Regions from separate parts of the Mus musculus genome. Here region 1 is linked to region 2. A link is a contact called in public HiChIP or PLAC-seq data. All regions are on one chromosome and are shown on one strand. Each heading gives the region's core, a stretch centred on a gene start, on an enhancer-like site or on the middle of the called end of the contact. The rest is flanking DNA. Distances are from core to core; before and after follow the strand shown. Region 1 has its middle 31 kb from the start of Tprg. Region 2 has its middle 16 kb from the start of Gm38456.

Region 1 (2,837 bases), core at 147-2,646, 940 kb after region 2:
AACTCTGAGAATCTCCTCTGAGTTCACTGATCAAATGACCCAATGCCAATTCAAATGTCAATGGAGTAGACTGAGAAGTATGCAAAAATCCGGCAAATGACAGCAAAAGCCATCTTGAGAAGCTTTACAAATGTTTGTGTGTGTGTGTGGGGGGGGGGCGGTGTAAGGAAAGGCCCAAACCGAAATGGTGAACAACAGCAGCAGCCATGTGACAGTAGACCCCAGAAAGGTGTTTTAAGCTGTACAAAGCACTGCTTGACATAAGCATCCAGGTTCAGCTGAGAACAGAACTCCTTGTTGATTGGCTGTGCTGGACTAGTCCCGGTGTGGACTAGCTTTGGCCTCAACTCAAACAAATGGTCAGTAGGGTTCTCACAAGGTGGTAGGACAGGCATGGCATGGGCAGAGATGCTGGCCTGAGTAAGGGTATCCTCTTTTATGCCTACCACACCGTGTGCTATTGCTTCTGGTATCAGAGCCCTGTGTGAACCTGAAGGCACTTGGATGTTAAGGTGAGGCAGCTACTCTAATAGCTAGTCAACTGACTTTGGAGGTTAGGAAAGTGGACTTTTGTTCCTCATTCTCTTCTCAGCCCAATTCGTGGGGGATGAGCTAAACCTTCAGGAAGTCACTTGAAGCCTGGGGGTCCTTCATTGTTGGCTTTGCTCCCCCATCTCTTTCCTTCTATGTCGTACTCAAGGTGAGGTCTAGAGGTTTTCTATCTTATCTCTTGTCTTCTTTCTTGGTTACAACCTAGTCATGGCCATACTTAATTACAAGCCGTCCTGGGAAGACATACACTGTTTAACAAACTATCTCTGTCATGGCCTGCAATATGCAGAATCAGGAGATGGAGAGAATGGAGACATTATACACATGTGGCAGGACACGACAGGATTTGCTCAGAAGCTATCAGAAGCCCCCCTGAGCAGGTGAGGCACAGAGCCAACAAGTCCGCGAGGCATCTAGAGGAGCGGTACTTTCTGATCAAATGCTTGGAAAGGGAATTATAGTGACTAATTATAATTAAAAGATGTACTTAGATTTAAATAAAAATTGATTCCAGCCACGAGAAAATGGACAAGAGAGCATCCCAGCTCTGCTCTTAAAATCATAGCAAATAGAAGCTTAGCCAGCCAGACAACTTCCAGTTTCAGTGAGTACCATGTGGTTTACTTACGCTGACAACCAAAGCCCTGAGCAGACCCTCACAATAACCCCAGGACAACAACATGGCAGAAAATTATCACTCCCGTTTTAGAAGTGGAAAAACCTATGAGGATAGAGGTTACTCAGGGCTACGCAGCAAATGAGACGAATTTGCAGCTCAAACCCACACTGTGTCTTTCCACAATTACACAGATTCTCCCCAGCACAGAGATGTTGACCACACTTCAGGAAGTTGACTCAGTTCCAGCTCTGGACAAGAGGCCAGAATCCAGCGACATTTCCCTTAATCACTGCCCTTCTGCCTCCCTGACTGTTAGAATCAGTGGCGCTCCTCCGCGTTCAGAGAGCATGTACGCATTAGCTGTCATGCAATGTGTGCAGCATCTGACAGCCCTAATATCACTGTTTGTATTATCAGACAATTACCAGCCACGCTCGTATTCATAATTTGACTAACAACTCGCGACAATGATTATTTTTTCCTTTTCTGGCAAAACAAATATAGAAGCATTTTCTTTTGAGCATCAGCGCTGATGCTTTTTGGCATTCTATCAGCTAAAGGATTTTTTTTTTTTTTCAAAAAAAAAAATGTTAGTCGTACTCCCCCACATCTCGCTAACTTTACAGTCCCCCATGGCATCTGTGTGCAGTGAACTGAGCTGTTGAGACTAAATGTAATTTGCAATCAAGCTTCTGTTAACATGGAAATGTACCGGCTGGCCTGCTGCAATATGGGTTCTCATTCTGTCTAGCATATGGTTGCATTAAATCCAGTCTCCAGAATGTCTCTTGTTACCACATTGTCAATCCGTGCAAAGCAGAGAACCCTAAAAAACCACTAAAGGAACATATTTTTGGAATTGGCGCTTCTATGGATCTTGACAAGAGCTGTCCAAAGACATACTTGGTTACTTGAAGTGAACCAGCCCTGTCAGATCCATGAACACATACATACTGACACACCGCAAACTTGAAACTTGGTTGGATGGGCTGTAGTCACAAGCATAGGGATTCCACTGGAGGACAAAGGGGAGGTGATGAACTCAGCTCCATTAATTACTATGTAATCCTTTTCTTACTATTTCAATATTCTAGGAATCTCAGAGTAGTTAGAGTTGGACGGGGCCTGAGCAGTCTTTGTGGCTAGTAGCATAGGCTCTAGATTAGATAGGCCTATGTTTGAACCTTACATCTCATCGCTCATAGTTTAGTGATTTTGGACACTTGAAAGTTTTTGTGCCTGAGTTCCATCACTTATGAAATGGAGGGGAAGCTGGACTCTCATCACAGCTGAGAGTATTTTGGACTATTAATGACTCAAGCACTGTGCTTACCTCTATAAGTGATGACCATTTGAGCAAAGTCTTCCTCGACATCTCCACTCTGAGATCAGGTGCCTCTGTATTTCTCACAGTATCTCTTTCTGTTTGCTCACATTTTCTTTCTTGTTTTGCTACCCTCTGGTGTCCAGGATCTCTGGCCATTCTAAGGTGATCTGCTCATAACTAAAACGTTTGTGTTTGACTTGGCAGGACCTGTAGGTTTAATCTGCTGCTCTCTTCCAGGGACTTGCTTGCCCTGTGGTCTTTTATGAGACAATGTTGATCCCCACAGCAGGCTGACGTGTACTTGATGATGTCTGGGCTGCACTTGACACTGCAGCCCAG
Region 2 (2,910 bases), core at 330-2,829:
AATTTGGGTTAGCAGTGATTTACTTTCAAGACTTAAAATATATTGGTCTTTTTTTTTGGCTTTTGGAGTTGCTTGCGATAGAGATGATAATATTCGGCTGTGTTTGTCTTTGTAGGTGAGTTGGAATTTTTCCTGCACAGCTTTTTAATAATTATTTACTTTGTAGTCTTCACATCTTAGAATGTTCTGGAAAGGGGTTCATCAAGTCTATTTGGGGCTGTAATTGCCTCTTGTGTTTGGACATTCATTTCTCTGGACTAAGGGAAAATTTTGCTATAATTTCATCAAATAGTTTCTCTACTCTTTATTTTCTGCATGTTTCTTTTTTCTAGCCCCAGGATTCTTATGTCTGGTCTCTTGGGTCTATCTCAGAATTCTTGAATGTTGTGCCCAAGCCCATTGGTTTTTTACCTGATGTCCCAGGGAAGCATGTCTTACATCTTATTCTCCATCTGCAACATTCTTTTTTCCTTCCTGGTTGGCTTCATTGGTCACGATTCCCCCTGTACTTTTTCATTTACTCATTTGAGTATTTTGTTTTTTTCATTTCCAGCATTTCTGTTTGCTTCATTTTTCAAAATCTCAGTTTCCCTCTGAACATTCCTTATCTTCTCATTCATTTTGCTGACTTCCATTTTATGTTGCTGACGTTCAAATTGGGTCCTGGCTTCAATTTATTTGCTTGTTCATATCCTCCTTAAGGTAATTCATCGTGTTTACTAGTAAACTTTTGAAATCTTCATGCAGTGTTTCACCTGTTTTAACATCGTTTAACTCAACAGTTAAAGACTTGTGACCTTATTGGATGGATCACAGGGCTCCCAATGGAGGAGCTAGAGAAAGTACCCAAGGAGCTAAAGGGATCTGCAACCCTATAGGTGGAACATTATGAACTAACCAGTACCCCGGAGCTCTTGTCTCTAGCTGCATATGTATCAAAAGATGGCCTAGTCGGCCATCACTGGAAAGAGAGGCCCATTGGACACGCAAACTGTATATGCCCCAGTACAGGGGAATGCCAGGGCCAAAAAAATGGGAATGGGTGGGTAGGGAAGTGGGGGGGAGGGTATGGGGGACTTTTGGGATAGCATTGGAAATGTAATTGAGGAAAATATGTAATAAAAAATATTAAAAAAAAAACCTCAGAAGCAAAAAAGTCCCAATGCAAAAATAAAGTGATTATAATAGTCTATTTTAAAAGTGAAAAAAAAAAAAAAGACTTGTGACCTGGTAGAGGATTAGTGCCACCTTGCCATTTGCTAACTCTTGTACTTCTGTGATGTGATCTTTGCATTTGTTGGACATCTCAACTAGTTGGATTTGGAGATTTTCTTATTGAGGAACCTACTCTTGAGGGCTCACTCTCCAGCACCAGTCAGTGTGAGGAAAGCAAACTGTTAGAATAGCATCACAATCAAATGGTACAAGAAATAGGAATATACTTAATTAATTAATGTTCATTGACCTCACCAAGAACCATAGGTCAGACAATGGAACCACTAACGTAGATAGTGTGCTAGCCCTTCTCAGGAGCCATAGGGATGGAGCGTTGGCTGATGAGGTCATTCTTTGGCTCTGCACTCTTGGGGTATCACATCACTACTCTGGAACTCTTCCGGAGCACTTCCTCTTTCTCCTTTTGAAATATAGTGTATTTTTTTCATGTTTTGGTTTTTCCTCGCTAGGTTACATGGAGGCACTGCCTAGTCTACTATCTTCCCCGGAAGCCTTCTACATCCATTTTCATAAGACTCCCTTAACAGCCTTTAGAAGCATGATAGACAGAGCTTTATGAGTCCCTGTTCATAAAAATGCCCCCCAGATAAAGTAACTGAGGCTTTTAGACAGGGGACAACCTGGCCCCTAATCCTGATCTCAGTGGAGAGCTAGAACAATCAGAACCTATTCTGCCTCACTGGTGGCCAACATTCTCTTGGCCCATGGTCAGCCCTGATCCACCACTAGCACCAGTGAACGATGAGACACCAGGGCCTTTTTGTGAGTGAATAGGGGGCTGAGCTGTGAAATTATGACCTCATGCCCAGCATTCAGTAAAGCTACTTCTTTTTTTTTTTTTTTTTTTTAGCTACTTCTTTTTGAAACCTCTGCTATTAGTAAAACTGATTGAAGGTGACGCTGTAAAAAAAAAAATACACACCAGTAATTAAATAACAAATAAACACAACAGCTGTCATACACACTAATAGTTCACACATACTGGTTTTACTTCATCCATGGTGCTAAAACAGTGGGCATGAGACCACATGTATGCCTTCACCCTTTTCTGTTGAGCTTGTATTCAAATAGGGAAAATACAGTCTTGCAGACAAATAACTGCTCACATACAACAACAACAGCTGAAGTACAGATAGGTACAAAGTGCTCTGGAAGCCCAGAGGAGGATATGAATAAGCCTCCTTACCTCGTGATCAAGTCTGCTGCCCTCTGGGCTGGGAGCTTCCCAAGGGTAGCAGGGACTGGCATGACTCATCATGATCAAACATAACACAAGGCACATCTGAGATCACCTGCTAACGCTCACTGAATAAACTCTCCGGGAGGGGGCCAGAAAGCACCTGCAGTGCAGCTACCCTGGGCCACATCACTTCATGACCCCCTCCCGGAGAGTTTATTCAGCCAGCATTAGCAGGTGATCTCCGATGTTCCTTGCTTACTGGACTGAGTTAGCAGATCTCCTCAAGTCCACCGTCCTGTGACAAGGACCCCAGCCATCAAGGCTTTAGTTTGAGATCAGAATCAACTGGCCTGGAGGCCTCTCTCACCTGCCACAGTTATCTTGAAAGGCAGAGTGAGATCAAGGCTCTGAGATCCATGGTCACAGCAGGCCAGCTGGCAGGCCAGCTCATCCATCAGGACTCCAGCACCTCACCTTGAACAAGGAAGATAAGA

Evidence for each region. HiChIP or PLAC-seq counts read pairs in DNA pulled down with a chosen protein or histone mark.
Region 1: a contact with region 2 is called in an H3K4me3 HiChIP or PLAC-seq map of bone marrow-derived macrophages, with 8 times the contacts expected there. The contact joins two enhancer-like sites. A contact is called at or near these places in 1 of 15 datasets of contacts at CTCF or cohesin (large pre-B cells), 2 of 484 Hi-C or Micro-C datasets (bone marrow-derived macrophages and embryonic stem cells) and 3 of 115 datasets of contacts at active chromatin or transcription factors (the 230-238 cell line, bone marrow-derived macrophages and large pre-B cells).

The regions. Positions count from the first base shown.
Region 1 is chr16:25,253,920-25,256,756 of GRCm38.p6, forward strand. No RefSeq gene overlaps it. Among named protein-coding and RNA genes, the nearest start is that of Tprg, 31 kb to the right of the region's middle. Within about 2 kb of position 1,397, at least 33 of the 459 cell types and tissues checked have an H3K27ac peak or open chromatin away from gene starts, as enhancers often do. A contact at or near this core is called in bone marrow-derived macrophages, where this site is marked.
Region 2 is chr16:24,311,267-24,314,176 of GRCm38.p6, forward strand. No RefSeq gene overlaps it. Among named protein-coding and RNA genes, the nearest start is that of Gm38456, 16 kb to the left of the region's middle. Within about 2 kb of position 1,580, at least 51 of the 459 cell types and tissues checked have an H3K27ac peak or open chromatin away from gene starts, as enhancers often do. A contact at or near this core is called in bone marrow-derived macrophages, where this site is marked.